3 separate regions of the Mus musculus genome follow, and regions 2 and 3 are each linked to region 1. The links are chromatin contacts, called in public HiChIP or PLAC-seq maps. All regions are on one chromosome and are shown on one strand. Each heading gives the region's core, a stretch centred on a gene start, on an enhancer-like site or on the middle of the called end of the contact. The rest is flanking DNA. Distances are from core to core; before and after follow the strand shown. Region 1 has its middle 4.6 kb from the start of Myo18a. Region 2 overlaps Tmigd1 (transmembrane and immunoglobulin domain containing 1). Region 3 holds the start of Ssh2 (slingshot protein phosphatase 2).

What was found. HiChIP or PLAC-seq counts read pairs in DNA pulled down with a chosen protein or histone mark.
Region 2: a contact with region 1 is called in a FOXA1 HiChIP or PLAC-seq map of pancreatic cancer cells. The contact joins two enhancer-like sites. A contact is called at or near these places in 1 of 39 promoter capture datasets (cranial neural crest), 2 of 115 datasets of contacts at active chromatin or transcription factors (astrocytes and pancreatic cancer cells) and 1 of 9 other capture datasets (embryonic stem cells).
Region 3: a contact with region 1 is called in an H3K27ac HiChIP or PLAC-seq map of extraembryonic endoderm stem cells, with 5 times the contacts expected there. The contact joins the promoter of Ssh2 here to the enhancer-like site in region 1. A contact is called at or near these places in 6 of 39 promoter capture datasets (the HPC-7 cell line, hippocampal neurons, liver and 3 more), 1 of 15 datasets of contacts at CTCF or cohesin (the NIH/3T3 cell line), 2 of 484 Hi-C or Micro-C datasets (both in embryonic stem cells), 3 of 115 datasets of contacts at active chromatin or transcription factors (extraembryonic endoderm stem cells, large pre-B cells and pancreatic cancer cells) and 1 of 9 other capture datasets (adipose tissue).

Annotation. Positions count from the first base shown.
Region 1 is chr11:77,770,931-77,774,357 of GRCm38.p6, forward strand. It overlaps a transcript of Myo18a not described here. Among named protein-coding and RNA genes, the nearest start is that of Myo18a, 4.6 kb to the right of the region's middle. Within about 2 kb of position 1,586, at least 64 of the 459 cell types and tissues checked have an H3K27ac peak or open chromatin away from gene starts, as enhancers often do. A contact at or near this core is called in extraembryonic endoderm stem cells, liver and pancreatic cancer cells, where this site is marked.
Region 2 is chr11:76,915,202-76,918,628 of GRCm38.p6, forward strand. Tmigd1 (transmembrane and immunoglobulin domain containing 1) reads left to right here. Exons shown (of 7, transcript NM_025655.3): 6 at 254-294; 7 at 825-1,386. The coding sequence ends at 828. Among named protein-coding and RNA genes, the nearest start is that of Tmigd1, 15 kb to the left of the region's middle. Within about 2 kb of position 1,545, at least 65 of the 459 cell types and tissues checked have an H3K27ac peak or open chromatin away from gene starts, as enhancers often do. A contact at or near this core is called in pancreatic cancer cells, where this site is marked.
Region 3 is chr11:77,214,894-77,218,320 of GRCm38.p6, forward strand. It overlaps Ssh2 (slingshot protein phosphatase 2), which reads left to right and starts at 1,532. Exons shown (of 15, transcript NM_177710.4): 1 at 1,532-1,622. The coding sequence starts at 1,560. It also overlaps a transcript of Efcab5 not described here.

The DNA of each region.
Region 1 (3,427 bases), core at 336-2,835:
ATGTGGGTAAAATCACTGTCTCCAGACACAGCAGAAGACCGAATCAGATCCCTTTATAGATGGTTGTGAGCCACCATGTGGTTGCTGGGATTTGAACTTAGGACCTTCAGAAGGGCAATTAGAGCTCTTAACCACTGAGTCATCTCTCCAGCCCCTGTTTGTCACATTTTTACCCCTTGTCCATCTATGAAATTATATAAGAAGGTTGACATGTCCCAATGCCCAAGGAAACTTAAAGGGCTCAGCATGCTCCACTCGGTCCTGTAGCTTATAGTTACTAGCTAGAATTTGGCACTTGTTTACAGTTGTTTGGGGTTTTTGTTCTTGTTTTTGTTTTTTTGAGACAGGGTCTCACTGTTTAGCTCTGGCTGTTCTGGAACTCAGAAAGTCCCTTCATGCCCTTTCTCACACATTCCTGACCGTTAGTCCCCAGGGATATCCATTGCTCTGGCTTTTCTCACCATAGATTAGTTTTGCCTGCAATAAGTAGAATCATATAACCAGGTATAGTGGTAAATGCCTATAATCCCAGCACTCAGGTGGATCAGAGCCATCATCCTCTGCTACATAGTGAGTTCAAGTCCAGCCTGGTTATGAGACCCTAACTTGAAAAAGGAAAAATTAAAAAAGAAGAAGAAGAAGAAGAAGAAGAAGAAGAAGAAGAAGAAGAAATGATATTAATGTGTGTTTTTTTTCAATGGCTTCTTTCTCATTTCAAATGCTTTTGAGATCATTCTTTTTTTGGTTTTTTTGTTTGTTTGTTTGTTTTTTGAGACAGGGTTTCTCTGTGTAGCCCTGGCTGTCCTGGAACTCACTCTGTAGACCAGGCTGGCCTCGAACTTAGAAATCCGCCTGCCTCTGCCTCTGCCTCCTGAGTGCTGGGATTAAAGGCGTGCGCCACCACGCCCGGCCGAGATCATTCTTGTTCTATGAGTAGCACTCTGTTTTATGAATGTGGCTGCACATTTGCACTGAGTGGTCCTTGTCTTCTGTCTGTCCTAAAATGATAAAGCGGCTGATTGTACTTAAGACGACTGGGTCAGAGTAACTTACATACACACTTACCTTTCCTCCACTCAAAATTAGGAAAAGCTTCCTGGTCAGGGGAGTCAGGGAAAGAAGTCAGAATGATTACAAGGCTAAAGTCCCTGGAAGGAAGGGAGAGGGCAGGAGAGTAAGGGGCAGGGCAGGAGAACTGCAGCCTAGCCTGAGGTTCTGGGAGGTGGTGGTCTCAGCTGCTGGAGCCTTTCATCTGAGGACAGGAGCCACTGGCAAGTCCAAGGAATCTAAGAAGGGTATGGAACTCAGCTCTGTAGTAAACTCAGCACAGCCGAATGAGTTCAGCATCAGAGGCAGCTGCAGCTGAACCACAAAACTGGTTCCGGAGAGGGAGGGTGCAGGCAACCAGGTAGTGGTAGACGCTCAGCTCAGCAGAGATCGGATCTGCAGCCAGGCCTGGCCACATGGGGCTGGCAGTAGGGGAAGGCTGCTTTGTGAGCTGTGGAGATAATGGTAGCAGGACAAGGGTGGTAAGTGACTCACAGCGCAGCCTCCGAAGCCCCAGGCTTGTGATGAGAGACATCTTTGACAGAAAGTTAATAGTTAACTTGTGTCCACAGGAGAGTTGGACTGTTGGAATTTCAGAGCTGGAGGAGGTCTAGATCATTTAGTTCAACCTTGAGCAAAGTGACAGGCTCAAGGTCCCCTGGAGACCTGTGGCAAACCCAGGCCTAGATACAAGATCCTTAACAGTTTTAGTCAGAGCTGTCCCCTGTGGTGCTGTTTTGGTCCTGCCTGTTGCAGTGACAGTGAGGGACAGGCTTATGCCGAGAAGAGGGGTTTATGGAAAATTACTTTTAAGGGACCTTTGCAGCTCAGAGATCCTAGAATCCTCAGACTGTTTGTGCTCATTGATGGTGCTCTGGTGCTGAACCTACAGCCAAGCCAACATTGGGTAAAGACAGCATGGCAGACAGTAGGGTTTTCCGGAGTTGGCCAGGGGCTAAGATCCCGGTGTTTGTCTCCTCCTAAGTCTCCATTTGTCTTCATTTTCTATTCATCTTGACTATCTATGCCTTTAGTGCAGTGTGGGTAGTGACCAGCCAAAGATGCCACGGCCTGGATAGGCTGGATCTGTCTGTGCCTTATTCCCAGCCGCACTTGGGAGGAGACATTCCCCTTAGAGAGCAGAGCCGGTCCAGCACTCTCTCTCCACTCACGGGGTCTCACTGAGTCTAGATGCGGCTGACCAGGTGCTTAGTAGGGGTTTATGCTTCCTGTCTTCCAGCTTCCAGGGACTGTTCATTGGAACATTTAGAAGCACAAATTTTAGTTTCACCTAGGAGGAACTGAGGCTAGAGGAGATGGAGAGATAGCTTAGTTGGTAAAGTTGGACCTGAGTTTGTTCCCCATGACTCAAGCTAAAAAAACAAACAAGCAAACAAGCCAGCATTTGTGTGGTGGAGCACACCTTTAATGCCAGCACTCAGGAGGCAGAGGCAGAAGGATCTCTGAGTTCGAGGCCAGCCTGGTTTACAGATTGAGTTCCAGGACACCCGGAGCTCCACAGAGAACCCCCTGTCTAAAAGAAACAAAAAACAAGCAAGAGGTGGTGGTGGTGGTGGTGGTGGTGGTGGTGGTGGTGGTGGTGGTGGTGGTACCAGCTATAATCCCAGAGCTGGGGAAGCAAAGATCCCAGGTGGATCCCTGGGATTCAGTGGTCCGACATCATAGCCTATTCTATGAGCTTCAGGCTAGTGAAAGACCCTGCCTGAGGCTGACCTCTGATTTCCATATGCACACATACAGAAACTGATCTCAGAGAGGGAACCGGGTTCTTGCTACACTAGATATAAAGAGCTAGTTGACCTAACCAGATTTCTTTCTTTTTTTCAAAAAATTAGTTAATTTAAAAAATTTTTATGGTCATTGGTGTTTTGCCTGCATGCTTGTCTGTGTGAGATCCTTTGGAACTGGAGTTACAGGCAGTTGTGAGCTGCCATGTGGGTCCTAGAAATTGAACCTGGGTTCTCTGGAAGAGTGGCCAGTGTTCTTAATGGCTGAGCCATTTCTCCAGCTCCCTCACTAGATTTCTTACCCTTATGAATACATTCTGTCCTGGTTTGCCTTCCTCTGATGTGATAAACACCATGACCAAAAGCAACTTGGGGAAGAGTTTCCACAGTTCATCATGAAGGGAAGTCAGGGCAGACATTCAAGGCAGGAACCTGGAGGCAGGAACTGAAGTAGAGGCCATGGAGAAGAGCTGCTTACTGGCTTTCCCCCATAGCTCACTCAGCCTGATAATTACCACTTGGGGCCTCCTCCTGCCTGGAGTGGCATTGCCCATAGTGAGCTTGACACTCCCATATCAAACATTAATCAAGAAAATACCCTACAGGCTGATCTGGTGGGGGCATTTTCTTAA
Region 2 (3,427 bases), core at 295-2,794, 860 kb before region 1:
TCTATCTATCTATCTATCTATCTATCTATTGTATATATGACCTGTGAGCCCTAGAAACATCCTGATTAAGACTTATAGCTTCTCAAAGTTCAATAAAGATCTATCCACACAATCAAAGAAAATGAGCTGAGCCCACACAGAAGGCTGCACTCTAGCTCCACAGCACCCAAAGCCACGCTGATGCATTCAAAATGCTCACTCCTGACCTTGGAAAAGGAGGTAAATTCACATGTACCCTGTGCTTGCCTTTTAGCTCTGTGGGAAAAAGAATGACCCGAATTCAGAAACAGCTCTGTAAGTGCTCTCTGGCAGAGATGGCAGTAGGGGGTGGGGCCTGGGGGTTTGGGGGTGAGGGTGGGGGTGGGAGGATCAGTTCCTTAAGCAATGAGCCACAGAGAATGCCCATCCCAGGCAATCCCCTTCAGAGATGGGAGGCCCTGGAGAGGGGTTCAGAGGAGAACACAGAGTGGAGAGAAACCCGCCTCCACTTTAGAGGAAGAGTCGGGAAGGTTGCTCAGAGCAGGGAACACCTTGGGGCTTTCTGCCTATTCTCTAAGCAGGTTTAGCCAGGGCTTGCACAACTGCATTGCCACACAAGTGACTGAGGGAGCTTGTCCTGGTAGGAGCCAAGGCTGTACCATGTTCCCACAGCAAGCCCTGCATCCTGTATGCTGCTTCCTCTGCGCAGCGTTCCTTTAGCCAGCGCATGGCAAGTAGGTCCTGTAGAGCAAACAGAGGCCTACTGCTGTAGAGAATGGATTTTGTGTTGAATTTCTTCTTATTGCTACAATCATTATTTGAATTAATTTCTTGATTCATTTCAGATAAAACAAACAAACAAAAAAAGCGGAGCTGCCACCTAACACGGGAAGAGTTTTGCATCAAGACCATCTCGATTTGTATAATGTCGTCTGTATTTATTGCCATTTTTAAATTCACTCCTGTCAAATTGTCAGAGGTTGTGAAGAAGTATTTAGTTAATTACTAAACAGTTGTTATGACCAATTTGATCTACTTATGGATCTGTGTAATGGGCAAGGGTTCAGAATAGAAAGATTTTGGTAAGGTCACTCCTGAAGTATGTTAATTATTTTTCAATATATTCCTAGTAGATCGGTAACCACTTACTATTTGATTTATAGTTTTCTACATGGGAGATTAACTGACATTTGGATGCTCTAAATCAGTGCAGTAGGTGAGACTCGAAGCAGAGACCAATATAGAACAATGATGTTTCTAAGATGCCAGGGAGCCAATAAAGATGCAAACTGTCTCTTGTGTTCAGTGTCATCTCATTAATGTTTTGGGACTAAAGGAGGGAACACCTAATCTCAGAATGTAAGACATTCCTTCAAGTGGAATAAATTTTGTACCATGAAGATTTTAGCATATGTCCTCGTTTTTCTTATCTCCACACAGCTGACACTGTCATAAAGCTGATGTGTGGTGCGGAGCGTGTGTGCAAAGGGCACGGACTGGGGCTGGATAGCTGGACGGTGCCTCCCTCAGCATCCGGAGTCATTTGCATAGCTCTATCCGTGTGCCTGATGAGTCAGCATGTACTCAAGCCATAGTATCAACCTCAAACTGCAGCGCACTTACTGTTCAGAGATGACGCCCTCCACTTCCAGTCTTTCCTTCCTGGTGTTTTTTTTTTTTTTTTTTTTTTCCCCCATAAGAATTTATGCTTCTCTCTCTCCTACAACTGAGATAAATCCAGCAAGAGGCAGCACTGCCCAGAAACATCTTTAGGATCTCTCCAACAATCCACCTCTAACTTGAAAGAAATTTCTTTTCTGGTTTGTTTCTTGGTGTTTTGAAATATTTGGAATTAAATATGGTGTGCTTTACATCCTACACAAGAGACTCCGCCTCTCCCCTCTTCAGAATGTGTCTAATGCAATAAATATGCTAGAAAGGGGAGTGGGAGAGGGGGCTGGGGGCGGGGTGGAGAATGATCTGGCTTCACACAGGATTTCTCCAAGCAGAATCTGGAAGCCCTGATGAGACGCTACAAGGACAACGTATGACTATGGATAAATCGGATGCTTAGACCATTAAGTAGAAGCCTAGAATGTATAAAAACAAAATAGGGCAACAACAGAGTGAGGTAGTTCTGGTCTTGACTGCGCTGTCTAGGGCAACCCTTTCTCCTCCCCTTCCCCCACTCTGGGCATTTGGAAAACAAGGAGGCTGGATTGGGAGAGCTTTAGAGTATTTACATTATTTTGACAATTCCGATTCCCACATGCTTTAGGTAAATGTAGGAAAGAGCTGACAAGGACTGAAAGTTAATGCCTTTGCCCCACCTAGCAAAATTATGAATCATGCTATGTTCTAGAACATAAAGCAATTCCTTGAGAATTGCAGGTCATCAGGAGAGCGTTTCTTCACCCATATAATTCAGTGGCCTTGTACACTGGCACAAAGACCACTGCATGCACATGCACAGCAGCATCATAAACGGACGCTGCAGTCAGAGACATTGCCTTTCACTGCAGAGAAAACAGTCAGTAGTAATACGAGGCCTCCTGGTACAATGGATATGAGCCTGCTCTGGACATGAAATCCCTGGCCTCAGAAGCAGCCCCCGTTCCTGCGCCCCTGACACTTGGACATAAAACAATTCCTTGAGAATTGCAGATTGACTTGAGATCAAGTTCCAGTGGAAAAGGACAGTAATGGTCACTCCTTTCTCAGCCTTTCCATCAACGAGGACACCTGTCATTATTATGTTTCCTCCTTTTGAACTTCATTCTTTTAATTTAAAAAATTTTTTAATTACGTGTGTGTGTGTGTGTGTGTGTGTGTGTGTGTGTGTGTGTGTACGTGTGTGTGTACAAGTAAGTGGAGTGCCCATGGATTCCAGATAAGGGTGTAGCATTCCCTTGCAGCTGGAGTTTTAGACAGTTATGAGCCACCTGACATAGGTCCTGGAAACTGAACTTAGGTCCTCAGCAAGAGCAGAGCAGTTTGTGTCTTTAACTGCTAAGCCACCTCTCCAGCCCTCCCCCACCCCTCGTTCTTTCCAGTGCTGAGGATCAATCAAGCAAATTCTACTTATAGTATATAGTAATCTATCTTTTTTTAAAAAAAGATTTATTTATTTTATTTATATGAGCACTCTGTAGTTATCTTCAGCTGTCATTGGATCCCATTACAGATGGTTTTAAGCCACCATGTGGTTGCTGGGAATTGAACTCAGAACCTCTGGAAAAGCAGTCAGTGGTCTTAACTGCTGAGCCATCTCTCCAGCACCCATAATCTATCTCCTTAATTTTAGAAAGATTTATCAATAACATTTACTTGCTAATCTGAATTTGCATTAGGATAATCCAATTACCCAGTCAATATAGTGCCACCTAGAAGCAAAAGTGATACTTTATTTAACCTATCAGTCTTTTAGAGGGTAACAATATAACCAGGT
Region 3 (3,427 bases), core at 282-2,781, 560 kb before region 1:
CCAGGGGGCAAAAGCCTACCAACTGGTTTTTCTGCACTACACTCTACAGAGGACTGGCACAGTACAGGGACCCTCAGTGACTCTTGATGGAACCTCCCTGCTAATTACTTCAACCACAGGGCCCCAGGGAGAGAACAAAGACTCAGCATAGAGGGTTCTTGTGTCACTTAACCACACAGCAACCAGAAAGAGCTTATGACAGCCCTATCAGTTTAAAAGGAGCAATGAGATCCAAGATTGTTTGAGTGACAAACAGAAAGAGGTGGGCTTTAGAAACTGGAGTCCATAAGTGAGTGTTTTCTACAGCTTTGATATGGATGGTGGTATTTACCAGTTCATCCCCTCAACTATCTCTGTGTAAATATATCAACGGGTTGCACTGCGTGACTTTTCCTTTTCTTTTTAGTCTTGATTTTTCCATTACATGCTTGGTTGATGTTGGCAGTTTACCATTTAGAAATGTCTTCCTTTAAAATATTTTAATTCTACATTTTCACTTGCATTTATGAAATAGTCAAATTTATGGGGGAAAGAAAAAAAGCTCAATGATCAAAAGATCTTTGTTTAGTGGAGATCTTCACAGTAGGAAGCAATTGAGAGGTTTTAAAAAAAAAATAGCAGGTTGGAGCTTTCCAACTCAGGGTCCAGCTCTCTGTGCCCGCCCCTTCCCTCAGCATCTCAGGTACAGTGACTGACTTTAGGCAGGTTGTAGAGGAAGGAAGCCTGAGGCTACTACGAAGTTTCCAGTGTTTACCACCGGGGGGAAAAATCTTTCTTAGGAAAAGTCTGGTCGTTAACCCTGAGGCCCTTTATGATGAGGAGGGTGGGGAAGCTCATTAAGACGGAGCCCTCTTGAGGGCCAGGTCCAAGCAGGAGGGCTGGTCTCCCGGGTCTAGCCCAGAGAAAGCGTCTATAGCACCTGCGGAGCCCTTTTCCACTAGAAAACGTGTTCGCCTCAGGATTTTCGCCTCAGTTTTTCTCTAAGGTTGCGCGCCCCACTCATAAAATGGTTGTCTTTCTGGAGTGAGGATTAGCGGCTCTCCCACCGACCCCCACCCCCAGATCAGGACCCTCGGTTGGCTGGCTGCCTTCCAGGGCTCCTTGGCCAGCTCGCCCCACGCCGCGCAGCGGGGACAGACAGAGCCGCAGGGGCAGCAGTAGGGCTCGAGAGCTGACCCGGGAGGGGACGGCGGCCCGAGGCGCGGCGCACGCAGCCTGCCCGCCCGCTTCCGGCAACTTAAGGGTTACGCCGCCGCGGCGGCGCGCGCCGAGGGGAGAGGCGGTTGCTGACAGGTGGCGCCTGCGCACTGGGAGCGCTCATTGTGCCCCGCAGCTGCCGAACCGCCCGCCTGCCCGCCCGCCGCCCGTTCGGCGCGTCAGTAGGCGAGAGAGTCCGGTGGTGGGTGCGGAGCCCGAGGCCGTTCCCGCGGCTTCATCTCCCTCTCCGTTTCCCTCGTCCCTACGCCTCACCCATCGTCCCCCATCCCGGCTCCGTCACCCTCCCGCCCCCCACACTCAGGACGAGAATGCCCTGCCCGGAACAACCCAGCAGCACCTAGATGGCTTTGGTCACGGTCCAGCGGTCGCCTACCCCCAGCACCACCTCCAGCCCTTGCGCCTCGGTGAGTCCCTCCAGGCGGCAGCTCCCAGCTTCTGTCACTGCGGCTCCGCTTTGCCTCAGCGGGTCCCGCCGAACGCCACTGCGCACGCGCCGCGCCTCTTCCCAGGCCTTGGCACTCAGGCTGCTGCGAACCCCCCACACCCTCATCTTACCGGCGAGCAGCAGCGACTGCCAGACGTTGGGGTTTTTTGTTTGTTTGTTTGTTTGTTTGTTTGTTTTTTCCCCAACCTCCATCACCCGGAGCACCCAGTCCCTCACAGCGCTGGCTCAGAAATCTCCCGTAGCATGCTTCCCATGGCTTGAGCACTTCCTTTCGGCTATGAGTCATTCTTGCTTTTCACCCTCCCCCCTTCTTTTACCCTCTGTTGCTCTGTTGCAGGGAGAGGAAGGGTGGGCTCCTAGGTTACCCCCGACCCACACCCATATCCTTTACGCACACCGTTTCAGGGACCCAGTCAGTGCACTGCGCATCCTTCTTCCGTCTCGCCCTGTGTGTGCCTTTCTCTAGTCCCTGGCATCTCTCTTGTGCTCCGTACAGTTTAGGCTTCATTGGACTGCTCGGTGGTAGTTACTCCCTGGTTTCTTCCCACCCTTAAAAGATGGCAGTGATCTCTGCTTCTTGGACTTCTACCTTTCTCAGTGAGAACCCAAAGCTTCTGGTGCTGCTTGATAACCAGTGCCAATTCATTTCCATCTTATAGACATTTATGCCTTCCACTCATTGCTCATGATCGTTCTTGCTCATGGGTTGTGCTTGGATGGTTCATGACTTCAAATGCTGTGTCGCTAAAGCATGTTTCCAGAAGGAAAACACTCATCAATTAGCATTTTTTTTTCTGCTGGGCTTTTCTATGCCTTCACCTCCACCATGACTCCTTTATAGCTCTAGTCTCGGGCTTCATATTTGTGAATACCTGCTAGCATGTGTTAGCATTGCACCAGTGTGGTAAAATGGGTCTTAAAAAAAAAACAGGCATCTAGATGAAAATATGAGCAATTGAAGAACTATTTCATATAGAATTGTAGTTTTAACATTAGATTTAGTAGTGTCAAGTTGCAAAGAGGCATTCAGTGAACACCATGACTTTCCACTGTATGAAAGAAAGTTGGGTCATTAATATTTGTTAACTGAGATAGGAGTTTGATATCTTGAAAGCATGTTGCCTTGTGATTTCAATATAGTTTCCTGAATTTCAAAATTTTGTTGCATATTGTGGTAGTTTCTTCCTTTGTGAGTTTTCTTGTGTGTTTTTGTATGACTACCCTAATTCAAGAAATTACTCTATTCACCTTGTGATGGTACAGGATACAAAACTGAAATCTGTGGGTAGAAGTTTAAAGAGGCACATTTCCATTAGTTTAGGGAAGACGTTTGTAAAAATCAAGTGCACTGTTTTGCAAAATAGCACACATTGTATCAAGCAGAAGCCAGGGGAGCTTTGGCCAGACAGGTGATATAAAGAATCCTTGCATGGGGGGGGGGGCTTGCTGGACTTTCTAAAGCTTTATGATTCTGTGATTTGAGAATAATTGTACTTCAGAACTGATGAAACACTTTAGGGTTTGCTCTAGGCAAATATGAGAGGGGTAGAAATATGTAGCATTTTCATGAGTGGATTTTTTCCACTTTATGGTAGATTTTTCAGAATTGATAGAAAATCTTCAGACCATAGTAACTCACTCCAATAGTAAATCCTTTGATTTTTGTGGTTACCAGGCCTAGTTTTGGCTGTGAAAGCAATCAAGGGTTAGTAGATAACATACTGAAGTAGAACTCAGTATTGTAAAACTATTTCCCCTGGGCAT